Regions from separate parts of the Zea mays genome. Here region 2 is linked to region 1. The links are chromatin contacts, called in public Hi-C maps. All regions are on one chromosome and are shown on one strand. The core of a region is the stretch at or near the end of the contact, and the rest is flanking DNA. Distances in the headings are between cores, read along the strand shown.

Region 1 (4,726 bases), core at 1,403-3,902:
GAATGTATGAAGAAAGGGCAAGTTGTTCTCCAATTGATCAGAGGTCACCAGAGCTGAAGACAAAGTCAAGGGTAATAGCTGCAAATCAGTACAAATGAATCAAAATAATGTCCAAGAAAAGCAAATCCGCACACACTGGTATCAGCGACTCTTGATAATTGGCAAGCTCTATTTTACCTTCCCAGCTCTTCTGAGCATCTCAATGCCCCTTTTAAGGTCAGAATCTGATAATTGAGACTTGTTTAGGTCGTCAGCCAGGAGCATACTACTGACACTCATGATCAATGATTTGCAAATCAAGAGAAGGTTAGCACCATCTTCACCATTACCTGAGCTGAAAAATTCAGCTGCAAGCTCAAAGAATTCAGAGCAATAATCATACTTGTCCTCTTTTAGCACCTTTAAAGCCATATTCCATGAACTGACAGCAAACCAATTCAGTTCACGCAGCCCTACAGTTTCCTTTCCGAAAAAGGCTTCCAAACCAAGCTCACCCATCCGTAGCTTGGCACGTCTTGAGTACTTAAGAATCTCAGCCTCAGATCCTGGCTCACGAAGGAGGAGAGTTATCAGGTTGCGGAGGACGGTGGCCTCACTCATTGGCATTGGTTTTCCAGCAGAGTAGAGGCCTAGAAGGAAGGTTAACAAAGCAACAGCCACACAGAAAGACTTGCAACCAATAGCTTCATGAATCGAGAGTATCAGGAACTGAGGGTTGAAGTCAACATAGCCCATCATGGCCTTCATCAGCTTGATAGCATCCTCCTCCTCCTTCTTCTGCAGAAGAATCTTAAACTAGAAAATGCATATGTATTAGTAAGAAGTGCTAAAACTAAAATGGGGCCCTGTAAAACTGACAGCATGTGCAGACCATTACCTTCAGAAAGGCACAGTGGATACTGGGTTCAACCTACAGGTATGCATTAAGCCAAGCACATAAGAAAGCATCACACAATATCATCTAACAACGCAACAGGGAGAAAGATCAATACCTTTTCAGCCTCAATTATGAACTCTTGGGCTCGATCGAGATGACGAAGTGCCATATGGCAAAGGCAAAGTACTCGGAAGCAGTTTGCACGGCGGGATCTGCTTTCCTCGTCACGGGAAACATAAAGCATCGACCTCTCAATCAAATCCGCACTAATCTCGTAATTCTTTGCATGGAAATGCACAGTGCCACTGCCCAAAATTCCAAATGCCAGTTTCAGTAGGTGCACACATTTTCTTACAAAGTACCGTACATAAGTTCAGTAGTGCAAGAGAATACAAACCATGTCCATAGCAGTGCATGCATCGTGCCACGCTCATGGGCGTTAGCAGGGCCATTGAAAAGTGCAACCACCCTCTCATCTGACACGAGTTCAGCGATCGCTCTTGCATGCCCAGCCTCGCCGCCTGCACCCTGAACCACCGTTTTCAACACCCTCACTGCAACAGCTGAAGCACTGGCGCGACACCGTGCAGCAAGTGCAACAAGCACCTTAAGGGCAGCGTCCAGCCCCACACTGGCTACGTACAGCTCGGCTGCCGACACACACACAAACTCCGGCGCTTCAGCGTTGGCCATGAGCCTATCGAGCTCCCTCTCGGCTTCCAACAATTTCCCACTGCTGAGACACGCACGGAGCGCCATGAACGCAATGCTAGAGTGCTCCTTCCCCAGCCCTGGTGAGGCTCTCGAGACCATGATACAGCGCAGGGTGCCCTCATAGTCGTTGGCTTGGAGACGCTCTGCGGCGAGGCAGCGGAGGCATTGATCCTTGATCACTTGGAGATTTGGGGTTGCAGGACTGGATCTCGGGCTCGTCGGAGTGGTGCAGCAGGGGGAGGCCGCGGCCCTCTCACAGAGATCAAGCGCTTCGGTTAGGAGGCTCGACGCGTCGATGGCGGGATCCGGGGATTTAGTGGCGAGAGCAGCCTTGCCGAGGAGAAGGTACCCCTCGGCGAGGGCTTTCACCCCCACGGAAGACGCCGCGGCGAGGGGCTTGGACCGGCTTAGCAACGCGACGGCGAGGGCTTGTTTCCCCTCGCTCGACGCCGCGCGGGCACGCGCGAGGTTGAGGTCCAACAGGATGTCCCGATCCTCCTCCGTGTCAGCGGCGCAGACCAGCGGCGTGGCCTTCTCGAAGCAGGCGGAAGCGAGGTCGGCGCGGCCGAGGTCAAGCCAGAACAGGCCGGTGCGGTGGAAAAGGGACGCCGCCTTCGCAGCGGCGTTGGGGACGCCTTCCGGGAGGCCAGCTACGAGGAGGAGCTCCGGCGCCGCCTGTCGGATCTCCGTCTCCGCGACCGCGGCCTCGGCACCCCTCGCAGCGAAGTGGTTGGCGCGGTCGACGCACGCGTTCCAGAGGCGGAAGGCGAGGTTCCATACCTTGAGCCTGAACGCCCCATTGAGACCCGAGGAGGAGGAGGAAGCAGCGGATGCGAGGTTGGTGAGGAGGCAGCGGAGATCGGCTGCGAGCTTCTCCGGGGAAGAGGAATCGGAGGCGTCGAGCGCCTCGACGTCGGCGACGACCCTGTTGAGGTCGGTAAGGAGGGCGGATTGCGGCGGCGGCGGCGGCTGCCGGTACTCGGGAGAGAGCTCGGAGATCTTCATAGGGTTCAGGATTCGGCAGCTTGCGATCGAATTGAGTGGTGATTTCGAGCGAGAAGGGAAGCTATGTGTGAGAGTGGCGGGCAGGCGGCAGACCGGAGAAGCAATTTCAGCACAGTAAATGAGGGGAGAATTCGAATTTTGAAATGGTTAACGAAATGGCCAATGAAAGCGGGGCCGGGCCGGGCTGGCACACAGTGACACAGGCCTATCGTGTTGAGTCATAAATTTTGTGACACATGCCTATCGTGTTTTGAGTCATAAATTTTGGGATCGATATGTTTTTTTAGTAATTTCGTGTTGGGGCTTGCTATATCAGACATTTAAAATCTAGGTTCAGAATGACATTAAGAACTTGTTTAATTATGACCTTAATTAGGACGAATTTGTAGCCCTAGCCCAAGCTATCACAACTTCACAACTAAATTCATGTGCCTAACTCAAGAGTCAATACCTCAAATTATTGACTATCTACATGTGTAACTCAATACAACACAAGGCATATTTTGAGCAAATCATTGAAGCTCAAATTTATGTTTACCAGAAAGTTAGATAATGGCACTTTGAAGGCACATAAATGGCTGGACTCAGGTCCACAAAAATTACTAACAAGCAAAGACAAGGAATTCCAATACAAATGCTATTTGCTCACATAAGGTAGAGACATGACAGACTGCCTTTAAATATCTATACTAATTTATATCCTTAATTTCTTCACTCTTTATGATGGAAACTGACTAGTGACCACAAAAAATAGTGTACAACTGTAGAAGTTGTTACAAGCCTTCAGTTTATTATGCAGTGCCCTGGCATGAAGGCTCCATCATCTCCTACACCATCAAAATCAATGAATTAAGAGCAATGCAGAACAATGGCATTTGTGAAACTCAAAAGGTCAGAAGAATTTAATTTCCTAGATAAACAGTTTTGTAGACTTCTAATAGGGATTGATTGGGATGACATGGAAGAGGACCAATAGTGGTCTTTGGAGCTCTTCCTGCTATTGAGGCCATGGTGAATTACTTGTGTAATTGTGAAGCTTGTACCCATTTTTTGTGTTGTTAATTGGTTATAAGTGGGCAGAACGACATTTTGTACCTGACTTGATACAATTTGTGGTGCCATAACATTCTCAATTTGACAATTGTGGTTTACGTTGGTTCGTACATAGGTCACATGCTCGCAGAGTCGCACACTACAATTGTAACATAGCTTCAGATTTAGGCTTTAGTTCATGCACCTTGCGTGCATGTTGTTTTCATGATTTTTTTTTAAAAAAATCTAATCTTTTTTAATATATTATTAATATCTGCTCTAGAGTTTTTATGGACCTAGTTTTTTGGTCGCACCAGTTCGACAAGTGCGAAAAAATCATAGTGGCATTTCATGCATTAGGGTAGCAAAATAGCCACATAGAAAGGTGTTCTTCATGTAAAAAAATGTCACACCATTATTATTGGTGTGGCGGTATTGTTTCGTCGTGCCAGCGGCAGTAGCGAGACAATACTCAACATTTTGAAAATTGTAACCCTTTGATATCAATACCACATTGTATCTAAGAGTTTGGATGCCATAGCGAAGAGTGATTTTTGTAATGTTGAGTCTTGTCACGTTGCTCTCGATATGAAAGGATCGGTTCAATGCCTAGAGAAGATATAAATAAGCTTTACAAAATTTCTCAAGAATTATTAGTACAACTGTCGGCGTTTCGGACCCGCGAGGTCCGTCAACCGACCAGTGAATTTGTTGCTGCGTGCCCCTGCCCAGATGAGTTGATGCAAGATGGAACACAAGAGGGAAATGGGGCATATGTTATCCTGCACCGGGGTGCTCGTAGTAGGGGTTACAAGCGTCGCGAGAGAGCGAGAGCGAGAGAGAGAGGCCCCGTGGTCAACGTGTGTCCACGTGAGCGTGTTTGTGTGCCAACGTGAATCTCCACCTTTGTGTGTCGACGTGCGCGTCAACCTCCGTGTGTCAACCTGCGCGTCAACCTCAGTGTGTCAACCTGCCCGTCTTAGGAAGGCCCTGGACATCCCCTTTTATAGATACAAGGAGATGCCCAGCTGTACAATGGGGTGTAGCTATGTGCTAACGTGGCTGGCGGAGGAGCGCCTTGAGCCCTGTACATGAGCT
Region 2 (4,726 bases), core at 875-3,374, 100 kb after region 1:
ACCAAAATCAATTTAGGAAAAGGTGTAAGCCTATTTCCCTTTCACTTACTTTCAATGAGATAAACTATGAGCACAAACTAAGCAAGAACACAAGAACACTCGATTTATCCAGAGATTCGGTCACACCACCAAGGTGCCCTACTCCCCGTTGAGGAGACCACAAAGGCCCGGGTCTTTTCCAACCCTAATCCTCCCTTAGCCGACCACAAAGGTCAAGGCGATCCTTTTCTCAACTTTGTTCAACAACCGGATAATACAGACTTCTTAGAGTCGTCCACAAATTTGGAGACTCTCAAGCAACCTCGAACCAACAAGGAACACAATGATCCTAGAGAAACAAATCCGCACAAGTTGATGTTTGCAAAAAAACTCAAGATAAAAAAGAGAGAGGTAGGGAGGAAGAGTGAAATCAAATCACGAAATCGTCGAACTCAACCTCACACCAAGTGCTCCTTCAATATATTGAAGAGGGGGTGGGGAGTTAGGGCGTAAGAGGAGGAGTAAGTGCACTTGTTTGAAGTTTTTGTCAGCAATAATGGCATGAAGTGACTAGGGTTAATGAGGAGAGAGCTCAAGGGGAATATATAGGTAGCTCCCAAAAGTTTCTGACTGTTTCGACTTTTTTGCGCAAAGTGCGGTTGAACCGCACAAAAGGCCGTTGGACCGATTTCAACCAGAGAAGAACCAGGTTCAGTTGGCGAGTTCAACTGTCCACCTCAACCGCCTGACACTAGTTGAACCACCTGCATAGCAGGTGCTGCAGAATGGTCGTCTGACTAGACCCCGGTTGAACCGCCGTTGGGGCCGGTTCAGCCAGTTTCTACCGGAGAGGTTCTCGGTTGAACTGAAAGTTCAACCGCTCAGAACCAGAGACCCCCTCTGGTAAAAGCTGGTTGAACCTCCCTGCGCTAGAGAGGAAATTATAACTAAGAACCTAGGTGAGGTTGAACGGCGCACGACTTACTCCAAAAATTGGTTTTTGGAAATTAGCTTTTGAAATGGAGGATTTGAGCTTATGCAAACATCTTTACCTTTTGCACCTATTTATATGCCCTGAGAGCTATTCATATGAACTATTAAATCTACTAAGGACACTGTTGTCTTTTCCTTTCGTAGTCTTGTTGACCAAGTCATGAGGATTTCCCCTTGCTCTTGCTAACTTCGTCGTCATGCATCAACTCCAATGAAACTAAGTTTATAGCTTCGTCTTTACAATTGTGAAGGCTACACACCATTTCGAAACGAAGGTGTTCTTAGGTAATTACCTTATTATACCTGAAACAGACTTAGGAATAACCGGTAAGTTAGTGTTTTAATGACTTTGGCCAAAGAGGACCCCAATAGGGGCGACGAGGCACGCTGCAGTGTGTGTGGCCTACACATCCGGCCATGGACGGTCGTGACCGAGTGGGACGGTGGTCGCCAAACCCAACAAGAAAGATGGAGGGCGGAGTCACCGAGGGGAAATGAGAGGAATCCGGTAGACCAAAGGATCCGGAAAATAAGAGTCGTACTTTACGAGTACACACACGATCGCCGAATGGTTTTTACCCTAACGTGCCACTTATTGTGTAGGGCTGGCCAAGAGACACGGCCGGCGTGCCAGGCCATGTGGCATGATGGGCCAAAAGTTGGAGAACGACCTAGCCTGCCAAACGCTCTCGTGCTTTTTTGTTTCGGACCGTGCTCAGCTTGGCCCCTACGGCACGACCCAAACTTACAGTACCGTCCCCTCCCTGCATCACGATTGTCTTCGTCCGGTCCTGCCGTCCCATGGCAACCGATACTACTCCCGAGGAGTGACGATCGATCAGCACGACTGCTGACGGTTGATGTGGAACTAGGCAGGTTAAAAAAATGCCAGGACGAGGAAACACGCAATGATCCAACGACAGGACAGTGGACAGGAAGCATGGTACAGTAGACTAGTACATGTCCTGCCCCGGACACACGCGCTCCCATCATCTCCCTCCCATTCAGCTCCAAGATTAGCAAACGGCCGGGTTGATGTGGATAGCAACCTGGCTGTGTGTGTACGAGATTTGTTTCCTTACTACTGCTGCTGATGATAACAACAGTACCATGATTAGCGCGAGCGATGGCGCACCCAGCGGCAGCCTCTCCACGACCACGACGGCGACGGCGACCGACCGGCCCCGCGGGACACCGGAGTTGTCTCTTTGCAGGTACCCGTACCCAGTAGCGGTACTCATCACGCTCCTATCTGATGTTTTTAACCCCCCCAGGTTTTCACTTCACCGCTCGAAAGCGTTGGGTACTTCCTATTTCTTTCTTTCTTTCTTCTATCACCGCTCCACGCCACAGGGTAAGTACTGCTCACAGCGCCAGCAGGGTGGCAGGTGTGTGCAGTCCATCCTCGCTGACACTAGCATTGATCTTTGTTTTGGAACGGAGAGAGAGAGAGAGTCGTGGGTGATCCCCTGACCGATCCGCAGCCGGCCGCACGTTTGTGAGTGCCTGACGAGACGCGTCGACGGTGGGTATGGGGTACACCCTTTTGCGTAGGCATTGGTAGCCGTAGCCCGGTAGTGTCCCTTGGACGGAGCGCCGCAGGCATTAGCCGATCCCATCCATGGTCCATGGAGAGACAATGGATGATCCGTCACCGAGGTGTGTGTACAGTGGTCGGTCGCCAGCCGACGACCGCAAAGACAACGGGTGAAGCGACGGGCGAGCGTGCGTGGCAACAGTGGCACGAAGCGAGTGAAACTCCGGTGGGTTGGAGTTTGGACGACGGCACGGCACGAGGGGCGGCAAAAGGGATGTTGGCGCCGCGCGGTGGGTGCGTGCGTGGCCGTGGGTCAGCTCTGCTCTGCTCAGCAGGCAGCAGCTAGCAGAAAGCTGATGGATGGAGCAGCCCAGCCGGGGCCCGGCGGCCGGCTGCGCGAGCGAGCGAGCGAGACGTGTGAGGGCGGCCGCGCGCAGGCACAGGCACAGGCACAGGCGCGTGGCCAGACCAGGCCTCGTGGGCGACGCCGCGCGCGGCAGGAGCAGAGGCAGGCAGGCCGGCCAAAGCATTCGCATTTAACGCGCGACCACCACCGGGCACAGGGCCGTCGTCGACCGCCCGCCGATGCTCGGTACCTTCTCCCCTCCTCTGTCGCTGTGCCTGCACCCTGACCCTGACCCTGACCCTGCAGCTGCTTGTATACGTACGTACGCCCGCACTGTGCTGCGCGCTGGTCGCTGCCACCGTCGATCGATCGTCATCATTGCCGCCGGCCGGCCGGCCGATCGCGAGCCATCATTGCGCCCGTCTCGGCGCGTCCCCCTCACCCTCCCTGGTGCTGGTGCTTCTCGCAGCAACAACAACAATCTGCCTGCTGTTCCGTCCATTCCGTCTCTCTGCCCGCGCCCGCGCGCGTCGATCCATCCCAATTGAATTCAACTGAATGAATGCGAGTAGGAAGCGGAGAGGGAGGAGGAGTACTTGTACAGCCACGGCCCCAGCCCCTAGCTAGCCAACAGTGCGCTTCCCTGTGCCCCTCGGGCTCTGCATCATTCCCGTGTGTGCTTGTCTCTGTCCGTGCGAGAGAAAAAAAACATGCCAGCGTACGTCTCCATCTGACCATCTCCCGCCTGCCTCTCTCTCATCACGCCACTTCAACTTATTATTAGTAGCATCTCTAGGAGGAGTACTATTTAATACACAAGCACTGTCGAAAATATCGCTGTGCTGGTTTCTCTTACGCATTATATAAGGAGAATGGATTTGGCAAATGTTTATTGCAGTATCAGCCAAGAAGCAAAACCAGAGAGAGAGAGAGACAGGAGGGAGAGAGACAGAGGGGCAGGGCTTGTGCACTGCGCGCGCGTCTGCTACTGCGACTGGACTGCGAGAGAGAGAGAGAGAGAGAGAGTAGGGGGCTGGGCTGGGCTGGCTAGACAATGCGCCTGCGCAGCGCGACTGTGCTGGGGCATTGCCCGTATGCTGCTGTGCTATGAATGCAGGGATGTATGTGCATTGAATCCCCCCTGCAGGACACGACAATTTTGGGCGGTATGCTGCCCCTGCCTGCCCCGGCCTTCTCACATTCACTGGATGATGGGTGGCGTTGCCATTGCCAGTAGCTGGCGTCTCGCCTCCCATGTTCCCCTTTGCTGTCGTTGTGTCATGGCACAGTGTCACTGCCTGGAAAATGCCTTGTGCCTTGTCAAACAGCTCCCCGGTGGGTCAGCCGACCTTGGTCAACGACAGAATGCGCGTACAGAGGGAGAGAGAGAGAGAGAGAGAGACGCCCGGCCGGCCGGAAACTAACCAGTGGTTCCGCACAGCAACAGCTAGCTACCCCGCTGCCGTGATACATGTGCCGTGCCATGCCTCGATCGATGCTATCTCTATACCTCGTGCAACGCATCATCGCGCCTGAACTAGGCAACTGGAATATTATATATATATATATTCGTGCATCGAGCAAGCAAGCGGGGGGGCGCGCATGCTTGCTTGGCTACAATTATAAGCTAGTACCCTAATCCTCTTCTTTTTTTATACTTATCTGATGGGACCTAGCTCTGCTCGCCAGGATCCCTATACCTACCAGCTGTTAAAAGGCTGAGCGCTGGGATCTTTTTCGGGTTCACCACGGAAAAAGATGGGTCGCAGGGCAATCTGGGTTGACCAGTGCCGCATCAGGATGTGACATTTTGATGGCTCTCGGCCGAGGTGCCATTTCATTTCACCGGAGTATCCGGCGTGGGGTGGGGT

The links. A called contact is a pair of places that touch in the nucleus more often than the background predicts.
Region 2: a contact with region 1 is called in a Hi-C map of leaf, with 10 times the contacts expected there. The contact joins the enhancer-like site here to the promoter of LOC100502424 in region 1. A contact is called at or near these places in 4 of 25 Hi-C or Micro-C datasets (ear, endosperm and leaf) and 1 of 3 datasets of contacts at active chromatin or transcription factors (leaf).

What each region holds. Positions count from the first base shown.
Region 1 is chr3:173,729,645-173,734,370 of Zm-B73-REFERENCE-NAM-5.0, forward strand. It overlaps LOC100502424 (TPR repeat-containing protein ZIP4), which reads right to left and starts at 2,653. Exons shown (of 5, transcript NM_001196902.1): 1 at 1,275-2,653; 2 at 993-1,182; 3 at 878-910; 4 at 178-795; 5 at 1-78. The coding sequence starts at 2,596.
Region 2 is chr3:173,834,162-173,838,887 of Zm-B73-REFERENCE-NAM-5.0, forward strand. No RefSeq gene overlaps it. Among protein-coding and RNA genes, the nearest start is that of LOC732739, 6.4 kb to the right of the region's middle. Within about 2 kb of position 2,125, at least 11 of the 20 cell types and tissues checked have an H3K27ac peak or open chromatin away from gene starts, as enhancers often do. A contact at or near this core is called in ear and leaf, where this site is marked.